2 separate regions of the Mus musculus genome follow, and region 2 is linked to region 1. Evidence: chromatin contacts called from public HiChIP or PLAC-seq data. All regions are on one chromosome and are shown on one strand. Each heading gives the region's core, a stretch centred on a gene start, on an enhancer-like site or on the middle of the called end of the contact. The rest is flanking DNA. Distances are from core to core; before and after follow the strand shown.

Evidence for each region. HiChIP or PLAC-seq counts read pairs in DNA pulled down with a chosen protein or histone mark.
Region 2: an H3K27ac HiChIP or PLAC-seq map of embryonic stem cells shows a contact between it and region 1, with 6 read pairs. The contact joins the enhancer-like site here to the promoter of Ppp4r4 in region 1. A contact is called at or near these places in 13 of 484 Hi-C or Micro-C datasets (cortical neurons, embryonic fibroblasts, embryonic stem cells and 3 more), 5 of 115 datasets of contacts at active chromatin or transcription factors (embryonic stem cells and epiblast stem cells) and 3 of 9 other capture datasets (adipose tissue, embryonic stem cells and liver).

The regions. Positions count from the first base shown.
Region 1 is chr12:103,529,852-103,534,786 of GRCm38.p6, reverse strand. It overlaps Ppp4r4 (protein phosphatase 4, regulatory subunit 4), which reads right to left and starts at 2,222. Exons shown (of 25, transcript NM_028980.3): 1 at 2,045-2,222; 2 at 643-716. The coding sequence starts at 2,167.
Region 2 is chr12:103,562,688-103,567,622 of GRCm38.p6, reverse strand. The region is part of intron 3 of Ppp4r4 (protein phosphatase 4, regulatory subunit 4); the gene reads right to left. Among named protein-coding and RNA genes, the nearest start is that of Ppp4r4, 33 kb to the right of the region's middle. Within about 2 kb of position 2,277, at least 34 of the 459 cell types and tissues checked have an H3K27ac peak or open chromatin away from gene starts, as enhancers often do. A contact at or near this core is called in embryonic stem cells, epiblast stem cells and trophoblast stem cells, where this site is marked.

The sequences.
Region 1 (4,935 bases), core at 973-3,472:
CCAAATGGAGACCTTTGTGACTGAAGTAATGTAGAATCATCAGAAGCATATATAGCGACAACATAACCACTTGTCTCAAGCTATTCTGTAGAGCCCACGAGATGGTCTGAAACTTAGAGAGTAGAGTCAACTTAATTTAAAAAAAAAAAGAAAAAAAGAAACTTGCAAGCAATATAAAGCTCACATTACAAAAGTAATAATAAACTATATTCTGAGCAAAAATTCATGTTTTTGAATTTTTCTATATAGTATTGCATACAATATCCATTCTCTACAATAAACTTAAAATTTTAATCACTGGGTACCTTTAAATCTTATCTATGCTTACTGACTCGTGCATGAGCATACTTGGAAAGTAATTTCAAAAGGATGTGATTCAATTCAAACCATTAGCTGCTCTGCAGTTCCTCCTCCAGGCAGTGTTCTTTAAATTAGATATGTTATTTGATTCCAGTTCTCAGATCCATAAGCCCAAACCTAACATAATTCATAACATAATTGTGATGCATGCAAAAAAGTACCCTGTTCAAGGGGAACAGTCCGTCTGAACACCCTCAGCAACTGAGACATGACATTTCAGAAACAGCTCATGTTTGCCCAACAGGCAAAGGGCAGCAATTTGCAAGAAAGAGTGAGACCTACCTGAGCAGATAAACAGCCCTGTCAATATCACTGAGATCTTCATCAACAGTCAGTCTTTCTATTTCTTCTGGTGTCTGTCAAGGATAAAATGCAAATTAGGCACACAAACATTTGGTCACTGTTGGCTCCCAAAGACCCTTGAAGACCCTATTGGTAAAAATTCACAATTATAGCAATGACAACTAATCTGGAATCTGAGGATTGTTCTACACCATATTAAACACAGATCTCCAGTTGAGTGCTGAGAGGGGGGACTATCTGTACTCTTCTGCCTTATAGACTGTAGGACCTCAATGGAATCAACTTCATTACACATACATACCACATGTGAACATATTTACCTATATATTCACATATTTTTTTGTCTTCAACGCAGTACCCCAAGCCGCTACAACATTTTCCACACTGGGAAATGCTTTAAAGGGGAGTTGAATAAAACAGAAAGGACAAGCTTTGTAGCTCCTGTTGGGAACCGAATGAACTCAGACGGAAAGAAAATCAAAGGCTCTAGAAAGGTAATGAAGAACTGGCAAGAAGGGTAGGGAAGGGGCCCATAAACTAGGTTTGTCATCTGTGAGGATGAGGGTTGAAACCCCACAAGGCTGGAAAGATGACTCTGCGGGGTTGGGGAGCGAGGTAGGGGGGGAAACAGAAGGTTGACTCCCCTCAAGGGGGCTGGGGAGCAGGGTCCCGCCTACAGTCCTGGAGGACCTGGGAGGAAAAGGATGCATGGTGACTCAGGATGGGAGGCAAGGGTTGAGGAGAAGCTTTCAAACCCTAAACTAGGGCGACTCTGGGAAGGGTGCCTCTCCTTGGAAGGTGAAGGAGGCCATGCTGCACGGGGAGACCCAAGCTTGATCTTATGCAGAGGTGGGGGTAGGACCGTGAAAGGATGGGACCTGAGACGTCCGGGCGAGAGATGGAACTAGGGCTGTGTGAAACCCAGGATGGGCCAGCGACCAGAACCTGGGACAGCACCACGGGCTGAGGAGCTGGCTGCGGAGGCTGGCCCCGAGAACAGCGGCTTGGCCGTTCCTGGGGGAGGCCGGAGCCGGGTGGGGCGCAGGGCTGGCCGCAGTCGGGGGACCAAGTCGGGGGGGCCCGGCTGATTCCAGTTAGTCAGGGGCAGGTTGATTTCAGTTCGGAGACTGGGCTGGCCGTAGTCAAGGGACCCAGCCGGCTCCAGTCAGAGGAAGGGACTAGCCTCAGTCAGGAGGCAGGGCTAGCTCTAGCCAGGGTAAGGGACTGGTTCCAGTCAGGGGTCAGGGACAGGCCGACCCTTGGCTGCGGCAGGGAATGAAGCTCTGAAGCGGCTGCGGTGACAGGGCGACTGGCGCTGGAGCGCCGAGGGGCAGTCGGACGGCGGGCAGCCCTGAGGGGAGCGTCTCTCGGTCCCGCGCACCTTGAGGCTCCGGCGGACCGGCCTCTCGATGATGGTGAGCTCCTGCAGGTCCTCCATGTAGCCAAACAGGCTGTTCTGCCCGAAATCCATCGCGACGCCGGCGTCGGGCGGCGGCGGATGCATGGACCGCCGAGGGGCTCCCTCGCCGGCCCGCCCGAGCGGCCCCGGGATGCCGGACGCGCGCAGCCCCGCGCCGCCCACCAGAAGGACTCTCTGGTCCCGCTCTCGGCCGCGGGGAAGCAGAGCAAGAGGCCGCAGGCGACGAGAACACGAGCGCGGCGGGAGCCGGAGAGCAGCGCACCGAGGGGGCGGGGCGGGTGGAGGGGGCGGGGCGGGTGGAGGGGGCGGGACCAGAACAGGGAGCCGCCTCAGCGGCCGCCTCGGCCCCGCCCCCGCCCGGGGTCTGCGCGCGAGGTAGGACGCAACTGCCGCGCAACGACGCTCCCTGGTCCGGCTCCCTGGGCCCCCGCCCCACCCTTATGGGGCGAGCCCCGCCCCTCGGCGCGTGCGCAGAGCTCTCCGCGTCCCCAGGCGGCCAGGAGGCGGGCCGGGGGCGGGAAATGGGCGCGGGCAGGCTGAGCCAATGAGAGTGAAGCGGGGGAAGTGTGCAGTGTGCTGGGCTCCTCTGCACCTGTGAGAGTGACTTTCTGGTTATTTGGTGGCTGCTCTGCTGGCCTGCTTCTGGTGTAGACAAGCCCCTGCTAACTCAACTCCCGGCCTAGGGACCCTCGAGTGGCCAAATCAAGCTGGTTTAGTGCCTAGTGTGTGCCTGAGGATAGGAGACAGGTATATGCGAATACAGTTCTGCAGTCCTGACGTTGGAAGAAGGAAAATGTCCCAAAATGCCTTCTTTAAAAAAAAAAAAAAAAAAAAAAAAGACCTATACTGAATCCTGAAAAATCAATAAGGATTTACTAAGAGAGGTTACAGCCAGCCCTTTCGGATAAAACTTGGGCCATGATGAGTGCAGCTCTTCTTAGAGAACTGGGAGGTAGTGCTTAGCACAGTGGGTAGAAAGAGATGTGTAAGACCTCGGTGGAGCACTACCTTGCTCTTGCTCTAGGGGAGCACATTGATTCAACTCGCTTACATTTGGTTCTAGTCAAAATAAGACAGGGAAGGGTTGGAGAGATGACCCAGTTGTTAAAAACACTGGCTCCTCTTCCAGAAGACACAGTTTCTATACCTAGCGCTACTGTAGGGACTAGTAAACCCCTGAAAGTCCAATTCCAGGGCCCTCTTTTGACCGCCTGACAATACGCAGACGTGCACAGCCATTTACATAGGTAAAAGTGCCACACCTGACACTCAGTTCCATCCATTGGACACAGTGAAAGAAGGGACTGAGTCTTACAAGTTGTCCAATGACCTCCACACTCACTCCATCTTACAGGCATGCACACACACACACCACACACATGATGTCTCAAAGAGTAAGAACACTTGCTGGGCAGTTCTAAAGAAATGAATTCAGATCCTAGCACCCACATTTAATAATAATAATTTTTAAAAAGCCAGCATGAGCCTGTAACCCCCACACGTGGGGGCTGAAGACAAAAGGACCCCAAGAGCTTGCAATCTGCCTTCCACTTCCATGAGAGACCCTACCATGACGGAGAAAAGCAGGGCAAGACACTGGATAGCTTCCTCTGGCTTCTTCATGAAACAAACCATTAGCTCTCAAAGCCAGGACAAAGGGCCAAGGTGCCTATTTGATACATCCAATCGGACCTGGTCTCCAGGTTCTCCTAGCATCCCTCATTCCCTGCCTGTTAGAGGGTATGGCTAGCACACTCTGCCCTCTACCCTGAACTCCCCAGCCCAGGGGCTGCCTGCCCTTCCCCCCAGAGGCTCTTCCCCATATAACCCAGACATCTTGGTTACTCGCCCTATTTGTACCTTTGACCTGGCCGCTGCACCTGGTTCCCTCTGCCCCTTCTCCCAGCCCTTCCCCCTGCTCACATGGCACAGCTCCATCTGGTCATGTTCACTCTGGATTCTCCCAGAGGTCCCTGCCTCTGGCTATGCTCTGCTACAGATCTAGCATAAACTTTCTCTTCCACCATACTTAGTAGCAGTCATGGCCTTTCCTTTCAATTGCTTGTATACACACACACACACACATACACACACACACACACACACACACACACACACACACACACACAGGGACATACACAGAGGGACAGAAGGGAGAGGAGTAAGTTATGCTGTCCATGCTTCCCCACCTCCTGCCAATCAGCGTGGGCCTGCCTCTTATTCCACACTCTTCTGTTGTGTGAAATTATTAAAAAAAAAAATAATCCACACTATTGCTGGCTTGGCACCGGCTGGCAGTCTCGGTCTGTTCCCAGGCTGAGGTACATAGCCCGGGACAAACACCGAGTGTTTCCCCTTGCCAATGCCTCTCCCACCAAGGCTGGCTCTTGTCTCTTCAGAGCTCCAAAATCACTCTCTCTGACCCAGTGCCTAGCTGCTGCCAAACTGCTGTGTACTCCCAAATTTCCTCAGCTAGCTGGGGGCGCACTCTCACACTCACAGACACACTCTCTTAGGTTTAAAATATGCCCCCGTATATGTACATATCTCAAAATAAATCAAATGGTTTTGGTTTCTGTGTCTGCTTTTACTAAAAGATGAGTGGTAAGAACCCATCCTGTCGCTTAATTTTTCCTCAGCTTAATATCTCAAGTTTAAGTTGTATTAGTTTCCCATCACTCTGCCAAAATATTAGACAGAATCCGTGTAAAGGAAGAAAGACTCAACTGGCTCATGATCCTCAGGTTTATGTTCATAGTCACTTGACTCAATTGCTGTGACTACAGCTGTGGTAGGCCATCATGGTAAGAACTTGTGACAGGACACTGCTTACCTCTCAACCACAGAAAGGG
Region 2 (4,935 bases), core at 1,028-3,527, 33 kb before region 1:
AAAGTGTACATACTGCTCTTCCATGTCTTTGCACTGTCCTGTCTGTTCTTCTCCAAAAGAGGCTGTTGTTTCTTCTGCTACTCCCACAGAAACGGTGGAGCTTCCCAGGCCACCAGAAGCCGCAGGTTCTGCCCTTCCTCCATCAAGCCTTTGCTTTACCGAAGAGAAGGTTCTGGGGAAGCAGGCATAGTTGCTTCCTTCCCTCACTAGTAGTTAATCACCATCATACCTTCAGCAACCAAGGAGGGCTCTCTCCATTCTACTGCTCTGTCCCAAACAGAGGAGACCTATAGGTGGCACTGCTGGGTAAAAAGTTGTGAGTTATCCCAACCTGATACAGACTCTATCCTGCAACCTGTAAAATTCTGTTAAAAGTCGAGCCACCTCCAGATATGGTGGCACATCTGAACTGGTGCTCAGAAAATAGGTATTGTGAGAGCAAGCCTAGCCAGAGCAACACAGAGTCTATAGTAAAGCAAACAGGCAAGCCAGTGTCCCTATACCCGACTCAGCATCATCCTGCTCTTGAGAGTCAACTCCTGTGGCAGTCTTGTGATCGCCTCTGACAGGCTGTAGCAAAGACACGAGCACGTGCATTTAGAGGCTAACCTAGTTTTAGAAACCCTTTTCAGCCCAGGGGATTGTTTTTTATTCTTTTAAGCTCAACTGCACATTTAAAAGAATTTCAGAAGATTCAGTTCTTTTTTTTATTACAGGCAGGATGGATGGTAAAATGGCCAAGAAGCAAATATAAGAACATTGCTCTCTACTTGAATTTTATGAAACACAAATCAAACTTTAAATCTCGTGAAAGATATTAACTGCTGAGTGTGGTGACACATGCCTGTAATTGTGACACTTGGGGGTGGCAGGATGAGGCACAAGGATCAGAGGTTCAAGACATAGATCCATCCTTCAATGTATAGACAATCTGAGACCAGCCTGGGCTAAGTCAGGCCCGGTCACAAAAGAAAAAAATAATTGTCTTCCTTATATGATTCTTCCTTTATGCCCAATCTACATACGTATAAATGTTTCCATAGAACTTTATTACTATGAAGTAATTAGTAATGCCAATCTATTTTGTCCTTAAATATAAACAAACATTAAATGCACAATCATAATGCAGACACTATCCTTGAATGACTATGGTCGGCAACATTTTATTTTGCACTATAAAACAAAAAGAGCAGTCTCCACTGTGTGTTCCTGCTGCGATTCCTCCAGTTGCAGCTGTATCCATTTTCCTTCGTGGAGAACCGGGTGACTCTTCTATAACTCTATACCTCTAGACCAGAAAGCTTCCTCCTTCCTGGCTGATTCTTACCCTGACGCTGGGAACCTCCATTAACCTCATGCCACTGTGGGAATCTTCCCCTCTCCTCTTTCCCTGCCTGCAATCAGTGTCAGCCAATGGAATGCTATGCTCCACCACAGGCTGTCTGTGACCTGCAGGGGTCCTAGAACATCATGTTCTGCTTAAGATGTATAATTATGCTGCTTTCATAAAACCCTCTTGCTTTTCTCAGAATTTAAACTTTTATCTCAGAAATTGGCAACTACAGCGAGGAAGAGAGAAACATTTTCTGAGATGCAGACCAAAGAAGAAAGGAGTCTGTATTGCTCACTTGTACTCGTTCAATCCTTAGCTAAGGCTGTTTTTATTTTTCAGAGCACTATCAAAATCAATTACATTCTTCCATTCTTCTTACAAACCTAACATTACAGTCAAACAGTGAGATTTAAGTTACATCTGTCAGCTTGAAATCGGATAGCGCTGACAATTGTTGAGAGAATGTATCTAAGGCACAACACACAGCACCTGCTCCACAGTGAGTGATCCTTACTGACCATTCAACTGTGCTACTTCCAAAGAGGCTTTTTAAAACACATGCAGCTCTTCATTGACAAATACCTTTATTTGCAAAGTAAATGCTTTTTATTCAAATTTCAAAATGAGATCATTTAAGAATCTGTCTGTACCCAGTATAAAATGCTGTTTCATTCAGCTGGATGATAGTTCTGGTATTTTCTTACTGTATCAACTAACTCAGGAAAATAATGTCACAAATAGTAGTAACAGCGAAAGTTGTAGGTTTTTTTCTGAATCAAAATATTGCTATATAACATCTCCCAACTTTAAATAATTTTCATATTGGTTTAATAGCCCGTGTCTCTGTCGTCTTCTGTTCTGTACTTCACCTTCCCCTCCCACCCCTGTAAAGTGTCTCTCTGAGTGCACAAGTCAGTGTTACAGATACCAACAGTGCTGACTCACTCAAGAACGCTTCAGTGAGTCAGGCTGCTACGCACACTCCAGTGAAGTCTGCTTGGCAGGCCAAGAGGCCTGGAAGCACTCATGAGGCAAAGAGTTTCAAGGAAACTTAACCTCCTGGAACCAGGCGTTCTCATAACCTGTATACTCATACCATATCCCAGAGTTAGTCTGGTGTATGGATCCACGTGCTCTCTTTTAGTATTATTTTATTATAAGTGCCACTAAAGATTGAATTCTGACATAGGTAAGCCTCCACCAGTGTTCCAACGTCATAGAAAATCCTTGAAGCAGATGAGCTTGGAATTCAGTGAGAAGGCTATCTATTCAGTAATATTCAAATTTTCTTCTAGTAGAAACAGTGAAACTAACTATGCATTACAAAGAATGGAGCTGGAATAGCTCAGGGCTAGTCTGCAGTGATTACTTAGGACAGTAGCCAGTCTCACCCAAACAAGGGAATACACAATGGCTTAGCTAATAGGCTGGTTATGATGTAAGAGTTAAGGAATCCCACTGAGACAGGAATCTTCACTACAGCCAGGTATAATAGGCTACATTGCATATTAGAAGCAAGTTGGTGAATTCTTTGGACAAATGGAGATTCTCCACAGATACTTAAAAGAACAGCCAAGTTACACTCATAGGAGAATTTATCAAGGCCTAGGAAATAGGGGGATTGTGGTATTGCATTATTCATGAGAAGATCTGCTAGAGCAGACCCCCCTGGTGCTAGCTTTCACAAGGTTCAAAGGAGTAGCACAAATTGTGACTAGGGTGTGAAATCCTTACCTTTCATTAAGCTGACCCTAGGTAGGACAGTTTTATCTTTACTGTAAATATTACCTGGTTCCTGTAAGTCCCTTTGAAGTCATTCCTTTGTTTTGTGTCAGGTAACTTCAATGTACTTTGCCTGCTGTGACTTCCTACCCCTTTTATTTTCTGCATTATATAAGACTTGTGTTCACTTGGTGACAATACATTCAGATCCTACACAACCTCTTGTGTTGATTTTGCCTGTCATTTGCTGACTCCTTGTCCACCTGCAACCAGAGACCCTGTTCTATGCAGATAGAGACCAAAAGGGTCTGCAGCATCAGGCCAGCAAGTCAAGCACAGCATGGGTCCCTCAAGTAGACACTGACTCTCTCAGAACACAGTCTTTGTAAAGTTGACTGTGAGTGCCTGTTCTTTCTAAATGCCAGTCCAGACTCTGGGGACAAAATGACAAGCCAGGGTAACAAAGATTTCTGCTTTTATGGAAAGATTGGTAGGTGCCAGGGTCAAAAAGGACATGGCAGGAAGCTTTGAAAAGTGATCTGCTTTAGCTTACTCTCAGCTGGATGCATTAAAACAACAGAAATGTACTCTCCCATAGTTCTAGAAGGCAGATGTGGTAAAGCAGTATTACTCAGACCAAAATGTTCAGTGCCACATTCCTGCCACAGGCTACTGTGGTGTCACTTCTTGGCTTTCTGCATCTTTCTCTGTCTTCACTGCTGTCTTTCCCACTCCTTCATCTTCTAGTTTCTTCTACTAAGAGACATGTGTTGACATTGGGGCCCCATCTAAATGACCCAAGACAATATCACTATCTCCAGATTTAAGCACATTTTGAAATTACCTTGTTCTAAATTAAGGTAACATTTACAGTTTCCCAGCTTGATTCTTGGGGATAAGGGGAGGGGAAGTGAAGGGGACAGCATTCTGTCACTTCATTTCACCACTTAAGTAATAATTCTCACACATAAGAATATATAACACGATTGGTTGGTATTTCTTCAAGTCCTCTTGGGTGAGTGGCTTCTAGGTGGCTAAGTAGAAGCAAATGTTCCCATGTGCAGCTGCTGTAGTAACCAGACAAGGTGGTTGAGGCCTGACAAGTGAATTACACATCAAAGATCTGCAATCAGATCAGCCAATCATGAGGTTGACACGTTGCTGTAGGCAAGTTGGTTAACTAGTGTCTCTTCCACTGTGGGATGGGTGTCAAAGAACCTTTGGGCTCAGAGATTAAGACACATAAAACATCCAATAGCATACAGTGGCTGACCCCCATAGGACCCGAGGAAATACAATAATTATTCTCTGTGCCTGACACTGCACATTTTCTGCTGAATAATATTATGACATAGTTTTGGAACAAAATTTAAGTAAATGAACAAGTAAATGAATTCAAAAATTCAAGAGGAACAAGAAGAACTGCTTGGTGCTGTAATATAAAGGAGTCCATTATAATATGTCAAGTGTAATATTACCTTTTTCTGTGATTTTATAAAGGAATAAAGACTTTAAGATCTTTATCTTGACAATAAAAATTACTTCACTTCCAGATAGCATAAGCACAAATTCAATATTAAAATCTAATATCTCAGAATTCAATTTATTAAGTTGTAGAAAATTACTAGATCAAATAATGACCATAGGATTAAATTATATAACATGATTAAATAACTATATCTTGAAGTATTTTGGAAGCCAAAAATTATTTTCTTTCTTGATTCTTACTTAAATTCTACCTTGAGAAGTACACAACATATTACCATCCACTTTGGATCCAGTTTTGAAAGGAGATTTTGTAAATATAATAAAACTAGTACAATTATAATCCTAATTTTTATATTTTACTTATTTTGCTTGTAGATTTAATTGTTGTGTGT